Linked DNA regions of Mus musculus: region 2 is linked to region 1. The links are chromatin contacts, called in public Hi-C maps. All regions are on one chromosome and are shown on one strand. The core of a region is the stretch at or near the end of the contact, and the rest is flanking DNA. Distances in the headings are between cores, read along the strand shown.

Region 1 (4,479 bases), core at 427-2,926:
TGTGCTTTTAAGTCCGTGTTTCTTTAATGACAAGTGGATCGTTTGCTTCATTGCAGGATGCGCGTTACCTTGCTTCCGTTCTTTTGCTGGCTTACTGGCTTCCATGGCTTTGGTGGTGACAGATTATGGGATGGACACTTCAGGCTGTCTAGGGGGAGGCGGGCGAGTACACCTATCATCTCATGGAGAGACCCAGGGCTTGGTGAAACATCCCCTTAATGCTCAGAGCATAAGAGTGAGCATTTAGAAGAGTGACCGTTTAGAACTGGGAATGCTTACGTACACATGAAAAGCCCTGAGCGATTCCCAGACTGATGGGGTCCCAACATTTGTGAAGTGGATGCAAGATTAGGAGTTCAAGGTCACCCTTGATTACTTAGCAAGCTTGAGTCTAGCCTAGGCTACAAAAGATGATGTTTTAAAAGAAAAGATGGGTGGGAGACTGCTCTGAGCTGTAAACAATAATCCTGTCCAGAGGAGAGAGATTGTGCCCTGCAGAGCTGCCCTGTGCCGAGTCCCGCTTCTGGGAGGTTCCTGAGACTATCATTCTCCCGTCCAGCAGGCTCCTAATTAGCCTTCCAACCGCAGGAGCCTCTGGCAGGACAGCCACAACACACAGTAACTTACACTTTGGCCAGAGCACTTCCTAATTCTATTCCTCAGCTCTTCCCAGAATCCAGCCTGACAAACCCGCTTTCAGTCTGTGCCTGCCACCTGCCCACACTGCAGGCCCAGGCCTCCTGCCCATACAGCCCCTGCTGTGCTGGGGGATGGAGCCGCCTGCAAATGAGGCAGCTTGGAGGGATGCGACAATGCCACTTGATAGACAGCCACCTTCCTAGTGGCCTTAGCCACGTGGGCTACTGTTTAGAGGAAGGAACAGTGGTTCCTGGCCTTTGCCCTCCGGGCTTCCTTCCCACCCTCTGAGAAGAAGTCATAAACAATTTGTATTCTGTCCGTGATGCTAAATGCCCCTCTTTGTCCTCAGTGGGGATGTTTGCCACTTGTCATAGCCGGAAGAAGTCTCCTGATAATCAGTCAAACAAAGAAGGGTTTGGGTCTCTGTTCTGTTCGGCTGCTGTGTGGCTTATTAGCAAGCCCAGCTGAGGTGCATTGAAGGTGCCTTCATCCTAGGGTTGCTCTGTGTGTGTGTGTGTGTGTGTGTGAGAGAGAGAGAGAGAGAGAGAGAGAGAGAGAGAGAGAGAGAGAGAATTTGAGTTTAAGTTCGTATGTGTGAGTGTGTGCCTTGGTCTGTTGTGGGTGTGGTGGCACTGCTTTTAATCCCCTCTAAGGATAAGGAGCTCATTGGTCAGCCTCCTGGTTCAGTGAAAGACCTTATGTCAAAAAATTAAAAAAAAATAATACAGAAAACAAATTGAGAAAGATGCAAGTCTCTTGTGTTCACACACGTATCCCTAAGGAATAAAGCAAACAAACAAACAAACAACCCAAATGAATTGTTGGTCCAGCCTCCAAATAACAAATATTCCCTCATTCAAGAAGTAAGGTCTTGTCCACCCTTGCAGGGTGGCCAGGTGTCTAAACCAGCCATGTGTAATGCCATAAATCCTCCCATTGTCAGGTTGGCCCTCTTCCAGATGTCTCCTCTGACTCTGTAGCTCCAGCCAGTTTCCTCCAATTCAAACCTGCTGAGGTCAGGAAAGCATCAGCTGTTGCTAAGCACTTAACAGAAAGGTCTGTTTTTAGGGTGACCCACACATGCCAGTATCAGCAACACTGGGTTATGGGGTCCATAGGGAATGTCCTCTGCCTCCTGCCCCTGTGCCAGTTACACAGATACTGCTGGTAGGAAGTTTTCTTAATGTCTTTTCATTTCCTGGCCTCTCTGTGGCTCCCTGTGCTGAGGCACAGTGGTGGGCACAGGCGTTACGTTCAGAAACTGCATGGAATCGGCCCATAGCTTGATTGCTTCTGTTAGGCACTGAAATAGTAGGACAGAAAAGATGGAAAAATGGAGCGCAGGGCCTGGCTGTCAGCACGGTCCTTTCCAACCCCTCATCTCTCCTCAAGGACACGGAAGTGGCAGTGGCGGTTGGCCCTGAGGAAGAGAGTCACACCACCTGGCTCTCTGCACTCCCATTTAGCACCTCGTAGACTTCTAGACTCAAGAACCAAACTCTCAGAGCCGGCTGAACAAACACCACCCCCTACAGTAGCTGTTAGATGAGGACTTCGGGCGTCCTCTGGGCCCTGCCGTCTTTTTAGTTGTCGACTATCTGAAGTATCACATAGCTGACTACAGCTGAATGCACATACCCGGACGATTCCTCCTGCTTCAGTGGCATTAACTAATCCTGTAACCTTGGGCAGGTTGTTTAAAGTACTTACTTCTCCCGTCTCCGAAATGGGCACCGCAGTGTTGTCAACACAACTGAGAATATTGTGAGGACTGACTGATTTAATATGTGAAAAGTACTTAGACGCTCTAAGCAGCACCCAAGTGACACATAATTCTATTTTTAAATAGCTGTATCCTATTCGGTTGGGTGTCTGTGCCCCACGGTTCATTTAACTAGATGATTATAATGGGATTTGTGAGGTGGTAAACATTTCCATCATTGTCCTCCCAGGTAAGGATTCGCCGTTTTTCTTCATTATTTCCTCAGATTAAGTTCTTAGTATATGAGTTGCTGGGTCCAGGAGAGGATGCTATTTTTAGGGCCTTTCTTGATAGCTGCTGATTTCCCCCCAGGAAAGCCTTAGTCTGCCTTCCTTGCAGCGGGGAATAAGCGGGCCAATATCCTGTGTAGTCACGTTATTAACTTTTAATCAAATGAAGGAGCAGGGAAAAGAGATCTTTTCCTGGGGGATAAAGCGGTCCTCATTCCTCACCTTTGTTCACAAGGAATAAAAAAAAAAAAAAAAAAAACACGCTAAAAACAGGCAGATAGGAAGACAGCTGGAGTATGTGAGAATAGCGCCCTCTCGTGGTAATCCCTGGGAAGGCACAAACACTTTGTAGAATGCCAGGTGGTTTTGTTTGTTTGTTTGTATTTTTGTCTGTTTTTTTTTTTTCCCCGGGGGTGCGGTAGGGTGGAGTGGGGATGGGTGACGGGTTGAATGTATCTGACACTGGACTTGAACTTGCTATATAGTTGAAGAAGACTGAATTTTTGACTCTCTAGCATCTATCTCTTGAGTGTGAGGAGTATAGGTGTGTGCTACTATGGTCGTTTCATGGCGCCCAAATGTGTCATAACATGCTAGGCAAGCACTTTCCTGACCGGCCTCCATCCTCAGCAACCCAAGGCACTAGTTAGATGTCAGACCAGCCTTGGGTTCACATTTGGGTTTTTTGCTGCAGCTTTTACAGCAACGGTTAGCAGGGAAGTGTAACTTTTATTCTTCTGGGAAAATCTGGAGGTAATTTTCAGTACTCAAGTCTGAGTATTGGATGGGGGTCCTGCTACTGACTCTGTGTGGGCCCAGACCTACATGTTGTTGACTGAATGGACTGGGTGAGCTCCCTGAAAATGTAGCCTCGTGTGTGTGTGTGTGTGTGTGTGTGTGTGTGAACAGTGTCTCACTATGTCTTCCTGGCAAGTCCAGAGCTTGCTGTGTAGACCAGGCTGGCCTGCAGCTCACAGGATCTGCTGCCCTCTGCCTCCAAAGTGGAAATGCTACCCATTCATTCATTCATTCATTCATTCAGATTTGGTTAGCCCCAGCTGGCTTTGAACTCACAGTGGCTGTGGTGGCTTTGAACCCCTTGCCTCTGCCTCCCGGGCTCTTTGAGTGAATGACTTGTGCCGCCGTGCTCAGCCGAACTATTACTACTTAGTAGTCACTACTTTACCGTCATTTGCTTGTCATGAGCTCAGAGCTTGCAGAATAAAATGGAAACCGAGGGGGGCTGAACCAACAGACAAACATTTCTGTAGAGAAGATAGAACAACATGTAGCATGTGTCATGTCATGGGTGTACACATATAATGTCATGGATTTTCATAAGAGTGGTTTCCCCTCCCTGGTGATTTGGTTAATTGTGTCTTAAGTTCCTGTGGCTTTCTCTTGCTGCCCAGAGAATAGTGTTTTATTTGACACTTACCCAGTTTCACAAGCTTTGCATGTGTGTTTTCCTAACATCATTGACTGTGCCTTCCAGGGTCCTTATGCAATTCTGATCTGAGGTTACAATCCATTCTCCACACATCCCAATAGATTCTGATTCAAGAATTTTTCCAGAAGTGGGGAGGGACAGAAGGCCTTAAAAACTAATCTGGGGAAGGGTGCGGTGCGCCCGAAGGGAAGGCATGCAGAGAATCTTGGGAAAATCAAAACATGCCTTAGCTCCCTCCCACACGTGTGGAACTCTAAGATCTAGGTCACCAGTGTCCAATGAGAAAATATACCATGACTTTATATTACCCTAGAATTGCACGGACCCTGAAATAATGAACCACAGTGGTCCTTAGCTCTTCCAAAACAGCTTTGAGGGTCGTTTGGGCAGATGGGGTG
Region 2 (4,270 bases), core at 729-3,228, 130 kb before region 1:
AATGAATAGCAGTAGCAAAATTACAGTTATGAAGTAGCAATGAAAATGATTTTATGGTTGGGTTTCACCACAACACGAGGAACTGGATTAAAAGGTCGCAGCATTAGGAAGGCTGAGAACCACTAATGTAGAGCCTCTGTTGGGTGGCACTGTAAGAGAGACATCAAGGCAAGCTACAGGATTCAGTGTGACAAAGTGCCCATGGTTGTGTCCCTACACAAATGATGCCATTGGCCTCAGTCTGCAGCGGCCCAGACTCTCGACTGAAAGGGTAGAGTCCTGGATCCATTACACCATGATAAGGTTGGACAAATGACTCACGATTTCAGTTCCCTCGTCTGTGGACAGTGGGGACTGATGGCATCTGACCTCATGGGTTAGACAAAGGCACATAAGAACTATAGGGACACACCAGGACAGAGATTAGCTGCTGAGTTTTTTCCATCATGGTGGTGGGTTCTGTTCTTACTGCAGCCCTGAACTAGTAATGCTGTCATTGGGACAGGAAGGACAGAGCTGTGTCAACAAAACTGCTGAGAAGGCCAGAGCTGCAGCTTTATTTGGACTTGGACCCAGGCCCTAGGTCCTGATCTAGCCTCTTTCCCTAGGCCCATTGGAATCTACTGGAAACACAACTCCATTGGGGCACAAACCCAAATATAAAGCAACGTGCCACTCAAACACATCAGTGCCTTTTACTCAGCCAAGGAGAACAGGGCTCGCAGAAGCAACAGGCCAGCAGGATCTGCAGTGGAACAGACAGGCAGGCCCTTCACCCCGCCGTCATAGCTTTCTGACCTTCAGCAAATGACTTGGCTTCTTTTAATCTGGCAAGAAGTGTTTCATGATAAAACAAAACAAAACAAAACATCTAAGGCTTCATATGAAGACTGGATGCTCAAAAAACATTAGCCATTCTTGTGGCTACTCTTGCCTAATCTCTAGCTCAGTCTACTGTGCACATTTGTTAGCTGTTATGCTTTGGTTATAAAGTCTCTCTCCAAAAGGCTCATGTGTTAAGAGTCCCCACTCATGTAAAGAGATGGGACTTAGGGGGAGTGATATGATCGCAAGGTCTCTTACATCAGTGGGTTGCACCATTCATTGATGGATTCACAATCTGGTTGGCTTTATTGGGGAGGCAGTAGAAAGCTGGAGGTGGCACCTTGTAACAGGCCCGCAGACCTTCCTTAGCACAACTGAGTCCACGATGGAAGTACCACTCAGGCCACAGAACTCAGCATGTAGACAGCACCACCTGCCAAAACTAAAGCAAAGAACCAAAGTCTTAGTTCTAAGAAAGTCTCTAAGTGTACTAACCTTGCTTTTTGGCTTTTGTAGTTCTGTTTTTTGGCTAACCATTCTTGCTAACTGAAACATGTCAGCCCAGGGTATGGGTTTTGTGCTTAAAAGCTCATCCTGCGAAGGCTTGGAACTACACTGGGATTCCAAACACCCAATGTAACCACCAGCTGGCTAGTTTTTTGTTTGTTTGTTTGTTTGTTTGTTTTTTGTTTGTTTGTTTGTTGTTTTTTTTTTTTTTTTTTTTTTTTTTTGGTTTTCAAGACAGGGTTTCTCTGTGTAGCCTTGGCTGTCCTGGAACTCACTCTGTTGACCAGGCTGGCCTCGAACTCAGAAATCTGCCTGCCTCTGCCTCCCAAGTGCTGGGATTAAAGGCGTGCGCCACCACTGCCCGGCTCTAATATTTCTTTCTATTGGCTTAAACATGCGTCTGAGCAGTCTTCTCTGTGGATGCCCCGCCACAGCCTCACTGGAGGAAGCCTTCCAGCGGGTGTGTGGTACTCTGAGGGCTGTGCCCAGTTCCTGCCTCCTTACTTGCTCCACCATGAGATGAGCAGGTCTCCTTTGACATGTCCTTCCGCCATGATGTTTTTACCTTACCACAGGCAGAGACTGAGATCTCTAAAACTATGAGCTGAAGTTAGTCTTTTTTCCTTTTAAGTTGTTGCTTCAGCTGTTCTGTGGTGAAAAGCTAACTGGTAAATGAATCCCTCAGTTCCAATTGTTTACTTCCTCGTGGGTGTGGTCAGGGATGCGTGAAGTAAGATGAAGTTCACCACGGTCTTACAGTTTAGCTCAGGCGAGGTGGCTGAGATTCTCTTTCTGTTGGTGTGTTTCTTGTTTGCACCAAGCAACTGCTGAGACAGTCTCCTCAGAATCTTCCTGAAGTAAACTGAAGGCATGTCACTGCCTTTAAAGGAACCAGACATGACCCCCTCAACAAAAGGGCGGACCGCTTATAAAAGAAAACATTAATCACGCATTTTATTTACAGAGGCAACATGACAACAGCATTAGGTAATGTTTAATAGCAGCTTTATTGCCATGTAATTTACCACCCTTCTACAGAGGACACTTCGATAGTCTGTAGTCACTGAGTCCTGCAACTGTCACCATCAAACTCAAGAGTATTTTTATACTTCCTCAAGAAGAGTGTCCATCAGCAGTCATTCCCTATTGCCCCCCCCCCTGCAACTCTAACATCTCAGCCTGCTCTAAGGAATTATGAAGCTGCTTTCTGCCTCTAGATTTGCCTTTTCTGGACAATTCATATAAAGGGAGGCATAGTCCACCTGGCATTTGGTGTTTGGCTCCTCTTCTTATAGTAGAATGTTTTCAGGATTGATCTAGGTAGTAGCAGGAAGTAATGTTTAGTTCATTTAATGGCTGAATTATATTCTGCTGTAGGCAACTAATAGTTTGTTCATTCATTTGTCAACTGGTGGACATTTTTAGCTATTACAAATAACGCTGAGATATATATATATATATGTATTAGTCAGGGTTCTCTAGAGTCACAGAACTTATGGATAGTCTCTAGATAATAAAGGAATTTATTGATGACTTACAGTCGGCAGCCCAATTCCCAACAATTGTTCAGTCGCAGCTGTGAATGGAAGTCCAAGGATCTAGCAGTTACTCAGTCTCACGCAGCAAGCAGGCGAAGGAGCAAGAGCTCGAGCTAGACTCCCTTCTTCCAATGTCCTTATATTGTCTCCAGCAGAAGGTGTAGCCCAGATTAAAGGTGTGTCCCACCACACCTTTAATCCCAGATGAAAGGCGTAGCCCAGATTAAAGGTGTGTTCCTTAAACTCGGAGATTCAATCTTCTGGAATCCATAGCCACTATGGCTTAAGATCTTCAAACCAAGATCCAGATAAGGATCTCCAAGCCTCCAGATAAGGGTCACTGGTGAGCCTTCCAATTCCGAATTGTAGTTCATTCCAAATATTGTCAAGTTGACAACCAGGAATAGCCACTACAATATATATATATATATATATATATATATATATCCATGTGTGAACTTCTGTGTGTCCAGTTCTTTGGGGACATAGATGAAACATTAGGGCTGCTTATGTTGTCTACTGGAATAACTGTCATGGATAATTAATTTGGTGCATATCTACCATTAATGGTGCGGTTACTGGCTAGAACCACAATGAACTGAGCACGGAGCACTTTAGGACATCACACAGTTGTCATTCTGTGCTCAGCCCTTTGAGAGAGTGCCATGCTGTTTTCCAAAGGCTGTGACACTTTTGTTCTTCCCTCGAACACACAGGCACTCCAGCTTCTTACCCAGCACCTTTGTCAATATGTATTACTGCCTGTCCTCTTGATCATAGCTCTCCTGGTGGCTAGCCAGCGGGTCTTGAAAGAGAAAAACTAATTTCACAATTGCTTCTTTGCAGTGATTAGAGCCGTGCCTGGCGCACAGGAGATGGTCTGTCTGTATGTGACTGTTATGTAAAGGAGAAAATACATTTGTCATCTCAGTGTAAGCATTTCCGTTTTATCTCGTCCCTGTATAGACCACCTATACACGGTTATAGCTCTATTTACATATATATTTGCCTTCACCATCATTAACATTTAAAATACCCTGATGTTTCCACAGAGCCTTCATAATTATTATTGGCTTGGCTCACCTAATAGGCCCCATAGTGGAAGCAGAATAAACCAGTGGATGGTTGGCTTCCTCTAATGTTAAATACTAGAACTATATTTAGCAAGTTAGGGGGCGGGGATGGGATGGTTATTTGGCAAGGCTTTTCTGAATCTCAAATGGAGATAGGGTGGGCAGGTAGAGAGGGCAGACAGAAAAATATCTGTGTTGAAGTTATCCAGAGAAACAAAACCAATACGGTATATTTCCTGATAGGAATTGGCTTATGTAATTCTTGAAGCTAGAGGCTCCCAAGTCTAAAACCTGGTGTGTGGGTGGTAGGCTAGCGACCCGGAGCAT

What was found. A called contact is a pair of places that touch in the nucleus more often than the background predicts.
Region 2: a Hi-C map of bone marrow-derived macrophages shows a contact between it and region 1, with 33 read pairs. A contact is called at or near these places in 18 of 484 Hi-C or Micro-C datasets (B cells, CD4 T cells, bone marrow-derived macrophages and 10 more), 6 of 130 datasets of targeted methods (the HPC-7 cell line, embryonic stem cells, heart atrium and 3 more) and 4 of 9 other capture datasets (adipose tissue, embryonic stem cells, liver and 1 more).

What each region holds. Positions count from the first base shown.
Region 1 is chr15:58,973,003-58,977,481 of GRCm38.p6, reverse strand. The region is part of intron 3 of Mtss1 (MTSS I-BAR domain containing 1); the gene reads left to right. Among named protein-coding and RNA genes, the nearest start is that of Gm41330, 19 kb to the left of the region's middle.
Region 2 is chr15:59,099,054-59,103,323 of GRCm38.p6, reverse strand. No RefSeq gene overlaps it. Among named protein-coding and RNA genes, the nearest start is that of Mtss1, 19 kb to the right of the region's middle.